Regions from separate parts of the Zea mays genome. Here region 2 is linked to region 1. A link is a contact called in public Hi-C data. All regions are on one chromosome and are shown on one strand. Each heading gives the region's core, a stretch centred on a gene start, on an enhancer-like site or on the middle of the called end of the contact. The rest is flanking DNA. Distances are from core to core; before and after follow the strand shown.

Region 1 (6,313 bases), core at 1,900-4,399:
GCTGGAGGTGGGGCGCGACGTGGCGCTCGTCAACAAGGGCGCCGACGCGCTCAGGGACGAGTACCCCGTGCCGGCCAGGTGGCGGGTGGCCCTCAACAAGGGCATGGTCAGGGGCGCAGACGGCCGGTGGGCCCTCAAGGACTTCGAGCACATCTGATTATTCAGCTTTTTGTTAACAAAAAAGCTGCCTCTGCATTGCATGGCTCATCATGCACGCCTTTTTCGAGTGTGATTCAGCGCTACAGATGCTCGTTTGTTATTGAGACTTTTTAACTTACTGTGCGCTACAGATATGTGGCATTTTTATTTTTATACATATGTCTGATCTTGTCATCTGGGGGGAAATAAGAAATGCGATTGAATTGTCGTTGGATTTTATCTTACGCGTCGTAAGGAAGTGACACTCGCCATGCTTGAGTAGTGAGTGTATCATCGTTGTACCCATTGTTCGTACTAGTAAGTTCGTTTTCAGTAAAGCTCCACGATAGAAGGCACGACACCAGCACACCACACGCTAACGCTACCCCTCGATGTTGAACTGAGAAACTCCGAAAAAAGTCCAATCTACTTTCATTTCGTCAACTAACGTGATTGTTTGGTTTAGGGACAAAAACGGGTACCAACTATTAGAACAAATCTAATATTTTAAAATAGATATGTATGAAATTTGATGTTAACTTTTTGTTGGGCTATCAAGCACATTATTACATATAAGAATAAAGTTTTCCATAAAATATTTATATATTATTTACTATCTACAACAAAAAAGGTGAAAATTATCTATATATCCGTATCTGAATTGTACTTAGATTTTATATCTATCATTGGAGAATAAATATGTTATGTTTTATGAAACTTTACAAGCTCAACACTCAAAACAAAAATATAAATTTACATAGCAGATTTTATATCATATTTATTCGCAATCAAAAGAAAAAGACCCAAAAATTGCCTGTTTTCATCCCTAGTTTGGTTTTCTTAAAATCAGTTTTAACCCCTTTAAACTTTTGAAAACCACTAGCGTTTACACTCTAAGGGCCGATTTGGTGATCAGATAAATGGAGGACATCAACGGGAGGAATCCCCATGCTATTCGATCCTCTTAATTTTCTTGGTCACCAAACCAGCCCTAAGGGGTTTTGATAATGAATTTTGCTGATATCACACCATATATTAAGGACCTGTTTGGGAAAGCTTCACTTCAAATTTCTAGGGTTCGTTCTAGCTCCTTTCATCCAAACAGGTCTAGCTCCACGAGTTCTAGCTTTGAAAAAAATATGAAATTAGAGACATTTTTATGAAATTTACGAAGCTCTTTAAACGGGTTTTCAGAAACACTATTTTTCATACCTTCTCATGAAGTTGCATGAAAATTACCCACCATACCACCGGTTACATAACATAGCGCTTCGATTATCTCGTAACAGCCACTAACTATCAAGGATAATTAGAAAACTCACAAAAATCAATTGTATTACAAAAGCTGGAGTTCGTGCACATGTCAAATACTCCTCGAACCCACTTCAACAATATGTTGGCACTGTTTTACGTGAAGCTGAAAACCAAAACGGGAAAATTTGAATTGAAGTCATTCCAAACAAACCCTAAATGAGATAAATCAGTGTTAGTTGGTGGACTGTGGCGTCCCAAGCGATCTAGCGTTAGTCGATGTTTGATCTAATTTGACATCATTAGAAGCTATTTTGTTTAATTTGATCTTAAACTGTCCATAGACTTTTTTCTCCAATGATTTAGCATCATACTTGAGCGTGAGTCCATGTTTACTGGTTTTCGGTTGAAGACCGAGTTTCTTGGGTGCGCGCAAGCACATCTTACTTGACGTGTGTGCGGTTTTAGGGACAGACCCTTCCCGCGGTGTTCGTCATACGTTGAACGTGAGTTCATAGAGTGCCTAAAACAGGCGAGACGTTTGCTCTTTGGTATGCATGCACCCATTCGCCATTCTCCTCGAAAGGCTTTTGGTGATCCTTTTGAGGGAGCGCCGCCCTCCACGGACTTGACTTGCACATACTATCTAAGTTCTCGAATATTTATGGTTCGCTAGATCTTTTTAAACTAAATCGTGATAAATAAAAAAGAACGGAGTGATATCTTATAGTAGTAGTTGTTTTGAACGGAGGGAGGAGACATGTCCTCTTGATTCGTGCAATCGTGTTCGTGGGCGTGAAGGCAGGATGCGACGTCTCCGCCCAATCCACCTCCCCATTCTAACGGTATATCACCGCATTCTGCATCGAAGCACTGAACCTGAATTTCGTTCGTCGGCTAGTTACTGGCGTGAGAGAGTCAGCGACGATTAGTGTCAGCGCCGATCATGCTGTCCAGACCGACAACAGAAGAGGCTTCGACTCCGTTAGCTGGTGGGCTGCAGGAGAAACGGGCGAGTCGGCCCAAGACGGGGTCCTTCGGGCCTGCCTGAATGGAGTAAGAACTATAATGGTGGCGTGAGTCGGCCCAATTAATCTATAGCTGGCGTGAGTAGGGATGACAACGGCTAATTCCTCGCTGGGAATAGCTCTCCAATTCGGTCCCCGCGACGAAAAAAATAAATTCACAACAATGATTCCCATATTGTTTAAATTATAATTAAGACATAAGTTTTTTTGTTATTAATATTAAATATTGTCATTTATACATAATATCATAGGTAAGAAATCATTATGTATACATTAAAATAAACACATTTGTATAATTAGTGGTTTCTTGAAAGATAATTATTTATTTTTGTCGTCATAGTCACGTGCAAGGTTAATGGGTCCCCGCGGCCCGCGGGGAATGAGAATGGTGAATGATTCTCTGTCCCCATCCTGTTTATCCGTTGGGGGATACATTTTCTCTATTTATATCGCCGCGAGGTAAGTTTCCTCCCCATCTTCATCTCTAATGGAGGAATTTCTCGCAGAAAATTGGGGATCGGGTTCTATTGCCATCTCTATGCGTGAGCAAGGGTTCATCAAAGAACTCTGTAACAAATTCCTACGTACCTGAATAGAATCCCAAATTCCGATAAGCACACAAGGCCCTAGTACGTGACATGACAAAAATGACAAGCAATAATACACACGCCGCTCGCCGTAGTGACCTTTTGCTAGCTGGGGAAGTGGGGAGTAGGGAGGCGGGTCGGGACCTGGCAGTCGCGTCGACCTCCCCGCCGCGCCCACGGCACTCGCCACTCCACCCACCAGGCCAAGCACGCGGCGGCGACGCCAAAGCATCAGGGCACCAATGGTTGTGCTCCCCGCGGCCCCGCGGCCCCTACTCCTACAGTCCTAAATAATAGCCTTCCATTCCAATCTGTTCCCACAGTTCAGTCGCACACTCGGGCGGGTCAAATTCGACTCGGGAGGAACCAACCACCCGGAAATTCCCCCCTCCTCCAGTCTCCACTTGATCGGCGAGGCGCTGCGGCCGCGGGCGAATGGCGTCGGAGGCGGAGTCGCCCGTGGTGATCCACGCGTGGTCGGCGCCGCGCTCCCTCAGCACCAGCCTCATGTACTCCTTCGCCCAGGTCTGCTCCTCCTCCTCCTCTCCTCGTCCTCCTCCTCCTCCTCCTCTGCTCTGTTCGCGCCTCAGCTCATCATGCGGCGGGAGAGGGGATATCACAAACGGATGGGGACCCGTTCCAGTGCACGCTCGCTCGCTCAGCTGCAACGCGAGCATTCGCGGCGTTCCGACGAGGGCTGGACGGCTGGTGCTAGGCGGTAGTCGGTACGGTAGGGGGCCTATGCGATGCGCGTGCTCATCACAAGGAAACTGTTGTCGTCCAGTGTCACTCTGAGTGCGCCTTGCGCCCATTTTTTTTTTTCTTCATGTGCGCTAACTTTAACTTGGCAACTGATTTTCGATTTCTGTTTCCTGTATGTATGGCTCCAGAGGGACGACATGGAGGTGCTTGACGAGCCTCTCTACGCAAATTTCCTGCGTGCCACAGGCGTCGACAGGCCCTACCGGCAGGAGCTCCTGTCCAAAATGGTGAGATTCGGCACCATGCTTAACTTGCAGTTCGAATTTCCCGGAACTACGGCTTGTTTCAACTAGTGAGGTGGTTGGCAGACGGGGAACTAATTTTTTGGTGGCCAGTTTCAAGCCTTCAGGCTGCAATGCCGCTTTCATACCCTTTTCTGGCCTCAAACAGATGTCTGCCTCTAGGACCACATTTAGGTGGATATTTCTTGCTGTTTCAGTTAATCCTGACAAATTCTATATAGAAAATACTATCATGTAGTACCATAATCCTGCACGCCTCTTTTTTTTGGCCAGAGCAGAGCATTCGAGAAAATGATGCTTTGCGTTCCTTTTGTATGATTTGAGTCATTTGGGGGATATTTCTGGTGCAGGACCCTGATGGAAATAAGGTTGTCAAGGAGGTGATTTTTGGCCCAGGGGACAAAAAGTATCGTTACTGCAAGGTATTATTTCAGAAACTTATTGCACAGCTTTGTGAAATGATAAGTTTTATTTATATATGATAACCTCCTTTCTTTTCTTTGAATAGCACATCTCAAAGCAACATCTCCCAAATCTGTCAAGCGACCTCATGAAGAAGGGAAAACATTTCATATTGATACGGAACCCTCTAGATATACTGGTATCTGGCACCTTAAGCCTCTCACATGCAGTTTACCTTTTTTTTTCCCTTCCTTTTCACAGGCTTTATCTTAGGGCACGCCACTTTTGTGCTTGCCTTTATTTTTTCAAAAAGAAAATGCCTGTTGATTTGCAAGGTCTTTTTCTTTAGCAGTTTTTGCTACTGTGGTGTACATGTTACCTAATGTGTACCACTGATAATATACAATTCCATTATCCCAGCCATCTTTTGATAAAGTCGTTCCACCATCCTTCATGGAGCTTGGCATAGGCGAACTTGTCTCAATATACAGTGAATTATGTGGACTTGGGAGCCCACCCCCTGTGATAGATGCAGATGATCTGCAACAGGATCCTGAGGTAAATCTATGGCTGGTTAATGCAGTGGTTTTATTAGAGTGATCACTGTCCATCTTATGATTCTAATCTAAAGAGTATTAGATGCCATCTTCCACGATGATATAGTAAGCTCCTTTAAAGGGCATGCCACTTTAGTCCTTAGCTTATTTGCTACACCAAATACTTCCCGCCTTCTTTTTTCATGAGTATCAGTATACCAACTTCTCTAGTGCTACATTAGTTCACATCAGTTTTGATGGTCATAAATCATGAACCCTGCAATAATAGTGGTTTTATAAAATTAAATAATGTGATGCAAATGTTGCTAGTTTTAATCCCTGTATTAGATTTTCCATTAGTTTTGACATTTGCAATCCAGTGTATTTAGTTGGTTTGCACCTCGTGCAGGCCGTCCTAAGTGGTCTCTGTGAGGATCTGGGCATTCCTTTCCAGCCACAAATGTTGAAGTATGTATATTGTAGGAAATACTGACACTAGTATTACATTTTTGTAGTTTTGTTATGTGCTCCAATATGTTCAGTTGGAATTGTTTCCTCTTTTTAGATGGGAAGCTGGCCCCAAGGAATTTGATGGTATATGGGCACCCTGGTGGTATGGGAGTGTGCACAAGTCTTCAGGTTTCTCTAAGCCTCGCCAATATCCTCTGGTAAGCCTACACAAAAAAAACTCTTGATCTCCATTCTCCAGTATTTATGAGTAATTTTATCCAATTATCCTGGACAAAATTCACATAGTGTGATATCCTGACCCCAGCGAATGGTGATATTCTGGCCCAATGCTTAATAGAATTAATAGAGTAGTAGAGTACTCATACCAATAAGGTACATCTTTCTTTTCGGAAGCCTATCTCGAAAGGACCTCCATGTTAAGCGTGTTTGGCTTGAAGCAATTTGGGATGAGTGACCAACCGGGAAGTCTTCTCGAGTGCGCATGAGTAAGGACAAAGTGCGCATAAAAGACTCGTGTTGGTCTGTGGGGATGATCTATGGTCCACTAGGAGTAAGTACCGTCGGTGCGGAAGTGGACGAGGTGTTACAAATGGTATCAGAGTCAACCCTCGCGGTTTCACGGGCGTGTGTGAGCTAGGGGTTCGGGTATATGGCGCATGGCGCATGTGGACCCGGAGTGGTCACATGGCATGGCATATGACAACACTAGACACACATATGTGGCCAAGAGTGGAGATTCCTGTATTGGGGTTGACCGACGAGGACGTTGGTCTTCTAAGGTGGGTGGATTGCGATATCATGACCCCAGTGGATGGTCATTTCCTAGCCCAATGCTTAATGGAATTAATAGAGTACTCATACCAACAAGGTGTATCTTTTTTTTCGGAAGCCTATCT
Region 2 (6,313 bases), core at 2,109-4,608, 340 kb before region 1:
ACTATTATATATTCTCTACTTGATGAAACCATCCTCGTTTGGCATGGCATGCAAGTCTCTCTCTCTCTGTACAAAACTTTAAATTCTACACGGTGTCCCTTGTAATTTTCATACTTCTTTACATTCTTTTTACATTCTACACGAGTGCAGAGTGCAGACTTCAGCTGCCCTTTTATGTATTTTCATAATTCCATGCAACCTTTCAGTCTTCAGCTCGGGCTCCATCACCGCTGCCGGCGATCAGCTCCAGCGCGGAGTCCACGATGGCGGAGAAGCTCTCACGGTGCTTGCTGATGCCGACGCTTCCTGAGAAAACGTGGTAGCACTCCAGCTCCGACGTGGTGTCAGCGATGGACTCTAGCAGCCGCTTCATGCCCACCTCCCTGAGGAGCTGAACGTACCCGCCGCTGTGGTCACCGCCTCCGCCCGAACTCGTCATCAGCCAGATGACTTGCTGCACCACGAACCGTCGCATTCGTGGGACCCTGATGTCCGGATACCTGTACTGCTTCAGGATGCTCGCCAGCAGCTCCACGTATGCGCGTTCGTCCGCCACGCCGGCGCCGCGCAGCTCGGCGGCAAACTGCTCGCCGTCGATGAACTGGCAGATCTCCGTCGACAGGCCGACGGACACCTCGAGTATTCTGTCTTTGTCCACCTTGGTGGCGTTCAGCACCGCCGGCAAGGCCTTGGTCACCACGCGCAGCCGCTCCCTCTGCTGTTGCCCCGAGTACGCGCACAGGTTCCGCAGGACCCTCGCCGCGTTGAGGCGCCGCCGTGCGTCGCCGTCCTGCAATGCCGACACGAGCTGGTCCAGCACGTCGGTCTGCCTGAGTATCGCCGCGCATCCGGCCTCGCTCTCCAGAGCCAGCATCGCCAGCGCTTCGCCGGCCTCGCGACCGAGTTCCGTGTCTTGGACATTGAAGAATATCGAAAGCAGCAGCTTGACGACGCCTCCCGTGGCCACGATGGCCTCCTTGCCGCTGTCGTGCATGGCCAGCCCAGTGAGCACGTCCGTGGCAAGCTTCTGCAGCTCCCTGTGCTGCTGCCCGTACCGCAGTATGCCGCGCAGGTTGCTCACCGTGAAGACGTTCTCCGCGACGCTCTCCCGGAGCGCCTTCCCGGTGCTACCCGTCGTGGACACGAGCATCTTGACCACCTTGAGCGCGCGCTTCATGGCGCGCACCTGCGAGTCGGTGACGTGCGGGTTCTGGAGGAGAGCCCGCGACGCCTGCGTGAAGTTGATGACCTTGGCGAGCAGGCCTCGCGCGTTACCGATCTTGCCGCAGTTGTCGTGGTCCCTGGCGAGCCTTTTGAGGATGAGCAGGCCCAGCAAGTTGAACTGCAGGTGGTCGTAGCCGCGGCTCGCCGCCGGCGGTGAGGCTCCGTGCTCGGCGGGAGCACCGGGCAGCTGCGGGTGCGTTCCGGACACGGGTGGACTCGTGGCGGTGTAGAGCAGGGACGTGACGGACTCGATGGCCCCAGGGATGCCGGACACGCGGAGCGCGTTCTGACGCTTGCTGGCGAGCTTGGACACGATCTCGGCGGCGCACAGTCGCACCTCATCCTCTTCGGTACGCTTCCAGTTGAGCATCTCGACGAGCCGGTCGATGGACCTCGGGGTGGTGCCGACCTTGCGCAGCGTGTCGCTCGCGGAGCGCTCGCTGTTGGCGAACTGCTGCAGGATGCGCACGCCGATGATCTGCTCGTCGAGGAAGTCCGAGAGGATGAGGTCCTCGGCGAAGGTGACGAGGTCCATCTTGATGCCGTCGAAGATGCTCCCGGCGATGCACCGCGAGTAGGCGTCGTAGAAGAAGCGCTTGAGGGAGACGAGCCCGTACGGGCCCAGCTCGCACTCGGCGCTCACCTGGTGGAGCAGCTTGCAGACGGAGACCTTCCACGTCCAGTACGCCTTCTCGAACAGGAAGAGCGACGCCTCCACGAGCGCCAGGGTGTAGAAGAGCAGGAGCGCCGGCCTCATGTTGCGGCTGTCGCGGCCGCCGAAGTCCTGCTTCCAGAGACGCATCACCGAGAGCACGACGCAGGCCAGGGCGGAGAGCACCTGCATCCAGTTGAGCAGCCTGCCGATCTTCCTGGAGACGAAGACCCAGCCGGTGTAGGGGAGCAGCGACACGTCCGGCGCGTGCCAGGCGCGGCGCCTCATGAACGCGACGATCTGGCGCTGGAACAGCGCGGCCCTGGCGCGCGCGTCGTCGTCGTCGTTGCGGCGGCCGCCAGCGGCCGCCGCGGCCGGGTCGACGAGGGCGTGCACGATGTGGCGGAAGAAGCGGGAGCTGGAGCGCAGCGCGCCGCCGGCGGTGGAGGTCTGCGTGGCGTGCTGCTGCCACTCCAGCTCGTGGCTGCGGCCGAAGACGCGCGCGCCCTCGCCGACGAGGATGACGGTGACGCACCAGAAGTCGGTGATGCTGAGGGTGCTCGCGAAGCCGCCGAGGAGCACGACGGTGGCCCAGACGAAGTCGAGCTTCCCGAGCCCGCTCGCCGCTTTCTCCAACACGGCCAGCCGGAGGGCGAACAGCGTGAGCCGCTTCTCGGGCGGCTCCCGGCCGTCGCCCCCTCCGCCGGAGCTGCCGCGCCCGCTTCCGCTGCTGCCCGGCGTCCGCTCGCGCCACGGCTCGAAGAAGGACGCCGAGCCGGCGGTGCCTCCGGTCCCGAGCCCGGTTGTGGCGGCGGCGCCACGGTGCTCCATGATGTCCAGCTGGATGCTCGGCGGCACATCGCCACCGCCTTTCTGCCAGCCGCCGTCGCCGTTGGACCCGAGGCCCGTGGCGTCGCGGCTCTTCTTGTACTTCATGCTGGCTGGCGCCAACACCTCAGCTAGGCCTAGGCTCGCTGATCCCGAGAAAGGAGGAGGGGGAAAAGAAGGGGGAATCCCTCGCGCGACTCCGACAACAAGGGGACGAAAAGGGCGACTCAAGAAGTCGAAGAGAAGGGCGACCCAGTTGCGCTGCACTGCACGACGTTTTCTCTCGAGAACTGGAATTGGAAACTTGGGCAAGGAGGAATCGAGAACTGTTGACGCCGACTGGATCAAGGATTCAGCGCCAACAGTCAACTCGCCTATGGGGGAGCAGACAAGAAAAGGCGATCGACTTGGTGTCCTCGCGTGGGGATGATGGCGACGTGATCGGAATCATTCAACTAAGAATAGTAATGCATCTGATGGCGGATGGTGTAGTAGTGCTGATTGTACTCATCGGGCATCGGCGAGAAGAAGCAAATGAGCGACGCCAATCATCTGCATATAATAATGATAAATAATAAAAGGGGGGAATCCAGTTACAAGGTACCGATGGATCCGGCACAGCGAGAAAATGTAGATTTCAGCTTCTCAGTTAGACACAGTCGCTGCCTTCATTGCTCGATATGATCACGAGGAACCCACGTGCTCGACGCTGGAGAAGGTGACGATCGGGCCGGACACACGCGGCCGGCCGTGACTGCGCACGTGAGTGTCGGAGAAGCTTTATTCAAAGTTATGTTTTTTTAAAAAAAAAAATCTTGACAGAAGTTAAAGATTGGAAGAGTGTTTTGAAACTCTCGGAGATGCTCGTATAAACGCAGAAAATCCCTTTTTTTTTGTTCGCTTTGTTTGCAGAGAAGAACACTAGGCGACTACTACTTCCACGCAATAGAGATCGACGGAAACGGATGGCAGAAAAAGCCGTCCATGTCCGCCACCCAGGCATGAGGGTGAGGCATCCACGCCTGCCACGGCCACGGGACGGTGGGTCGACGTCCGCCAGCGCATCGGCGTTGGCGTGCAAGCGATTAAGCGGCATATGCCACGGCCACCACCGGATTGGTCCACTGGAGTCGACGGCGCACACCTGCTGCACGCACGTCTCGGCTCGTTCCGACTTGGGGACACGGACCACGTCCCGACCTCTCGTCCTTCCTTATCCACACGTCCACGGCGGACGCGGAGCCTGATTTCTTGACCGCTGCACCTGCACACAACACAGCACACATCACGGCATCACGCGGCACTGCGGCAGCATCGCACGGAAAGTTCATTGGCGACTCGCAGGAAACGCGACTCCGGGTGGATGAGAACTCCAAGTTCCACCCGTACCAACTGGGCCGGAAGCGCTTTCCGGGCCACAAGAGGGAAACACGAACGGAGCATGCTGGGCCAAAGCACGAACCCGAAGGCGAGGCGCGCGAGACGGAGACGGGAACGAGAGTGGTCGGCACAGCGCAGTAGCGCACGCTGCCGACTTGGCGCGACTTTTCTGAGGCCGGCGACCGAGGGCAGCGAAGGCACTTCGGTTTTCTAGTAGTAGTAGTGGTAGCAGAGCCCAAGTGCCAACCGCGGCCTGGTTCAGTAGGGCCGTCAGACGGTCCACCGTCTCATCACCTGCGGTATGGCCCGGTATGCGCCTCGACTGGCTACCGTGAATGCCATGCGAGATAGTAGCAGCTAGCAAGCAGTTAAAAATATATTTTTTTTATGTTTGGTTCTAATAAAACAGAGCGAAGCGGTTTAATATGAAATGCTTATACTCCACCAAAACAATTAGTGCTCCCTCGAACAGGAAACACGAACGCTCTCCTCTCTTTCCTTCTCTTTAAAAAAACATATAACTCTCCAATCAAACAAAAAATAGAGCAGCTCTTGCCAACACGGCTCGGTTCTCAAAATCTAGAATAGAGCCGCTCCATTATAGTTGACTCTTCAACCAAACACACTCTAAAAAAATCGTTTCCGTCCGTGCAAGGAACACGATAAAAACACAAGGATATTTAAATAAAAAAATATGTTGAGAGTTCATTATTTCACTTCTTGTTATCGTGTTCAAGAAAGTGACCAGCCTCCTGTTTACATGTCTATTTAATCAGTCTTGATAGGTCATCACATGTCCACATGTGTTTGTTCTTTAGTGACGAGGTCACACGATTCAACAATGACCCATACATATCGTTTCACTCTTCCACAACATCATTCCCCCTCACGTGAATCACGTCCATGTACTATATATTGCACGAGCAAGTTATGCTGTATCTGTTGTCTTGTTAAAAACTTTGCGTAAAGAAAAAAATGTCCCCGACAAAAGAAGTACAACGGTTTGGTTCTCGGGATCTGACTTGGTGATCTTTAGGTCTTCGGGGCCTACTTGTCTTCGACACCAGTTTATGGTCTTCCGAAACACAGTTAAGGACTAGTGCTGCAACTTGGGCCGTGCCGTGCCGGCCCGGCACGAGCCCGTCGTGCTTCGGGCCTCAATTAGTCGGGCCTGGCTAGCCCGAAATAGAATCGGGCCATGCCTTACCGGGCCTAGTGAGTAGAAGCAAGGCCCAGCACGGCCCTAAAGCACGACGGGCTTCCATCGGGCCGTGCTGGCCCAGGCACGGCACGCAGTAAGCGAACACAACACAGGGAGACCGTGGTGTTGAACGCAGGGAGACCTTTCTCTGTTGGTCCTTCTTGCAGCTGGCGTGGTGTTGAACGTAGGGAGACCTTTCTCTGTTAATATTTCTGGGAGTTGCTCAAATGACAGGCCACCATTGACTTAGAACATGTGGTTTTCTTCGTCTCGTTCTTGCAGCTCCTATGCAATCGGCATTCGGCAGTAGGCTGTAGGCATATTGACATACATCGCGGCGGAGACGCAGAGGGCAGGAAGGAAGCCAGGCCGGCGGACGCTGCGGCTGCGCTCCAGCTCGTGGACTCTGGACGGTCCACCCGCTGATCTGCAGACCCGCACCGCATGCGCATGCTCTCCTGTCTCCTCGGCTGCGACTCCAGCTCCATCGGTCTCCAGCCTCCAGCACAGCAGTTCAGCAAAGGGAGAAGGTGTCGAGTCGGGAGGAAAAAAGGCCGGGCGCCCGTGCGGCCGTGCTGCCTGCTGGCTGCTGCGCACGACGAGTGAAAGGAAAGGAGCCTACAGCAGGAAGCTGGGCGGCTGGGCGTCCTGGATGAATGGATGGCGGCGGCCAGTGGGAGGAAACCCTAATCGCGTGCGGTAGATGAAAGCCGGTCTGCGCACCGTGCTGTTTCCGTGCCGGGCCGGCACGAACCCGGCCCACAACGACGTGTCGGGCCTTATAGCACGACGGGCTGACATTTAGAGCACGGCCCAGCCCGCGATTCGTGCCGTGCTAGCCCGATTTTAAATCAGCCGTGTCGGGCCGTGCTTTATTTCATTTATTACGGGCCGTGTTCGGGCCGGCCCATTAGGCACGGCCCAGACTTTCAGGACTATTAAGGACTATGGTTTAAGGAGTTTAATTTCTCCTTTCCTGAATCGTGCAGCTCCTTAAGGCATGTACAAAATAGATACTATGTTTTGGT

The links. A called contact is a pair of places that touch in the nucleus more often than the background predicts.
Region 2: a Hi-C map of ear shows a contact between it and region 1, with 3 times the contacts expected there. The contact joins the promoter of LOC109943422 here to the promoter of LOC100283847 in region 1. A contact is called at or near these places in 6 of 25 Hi-C or Micro-C datasets (bundle sheath, ear, leaf and 3 more).

Annotation. Positions count from the first base shown.
Region 1 is chr1:62,568,617-62,574,929 of Zm-B73-REFERENCE-NAM-5.0, reverse strand. It overlaps LOC100283847, which reads left to right and starts at 3,149. Exons shown (of 19, transcript NR_182002.1): 1 at 3,149-3,529; 2 at 3,895-3,993; 3 at 4,359-4,430; 4 at 4,517-4,609; 5 at 4,831-4,968; 6 at 5,356-5,414; 7 at 5,512-5,614. LOC103635130 (phospholipase A1-II 7) reads left to right here. Exons shown (of 2, transcript XM_008657675.3): 2 at 1-378. The coding sequence ends at 157.
Region 2 is chr1:62,906,264-62,912,576 of Zm-B73-REFERENCE-NAM-5.0, reverse strand. LOC109943422 reads right to left here and starts at 3,358. Exons shown (of 1, transcript XM_020546391.2): 1 at 1-3,358. The coding sequence starts at 2,812. The coding sequence ends at 203.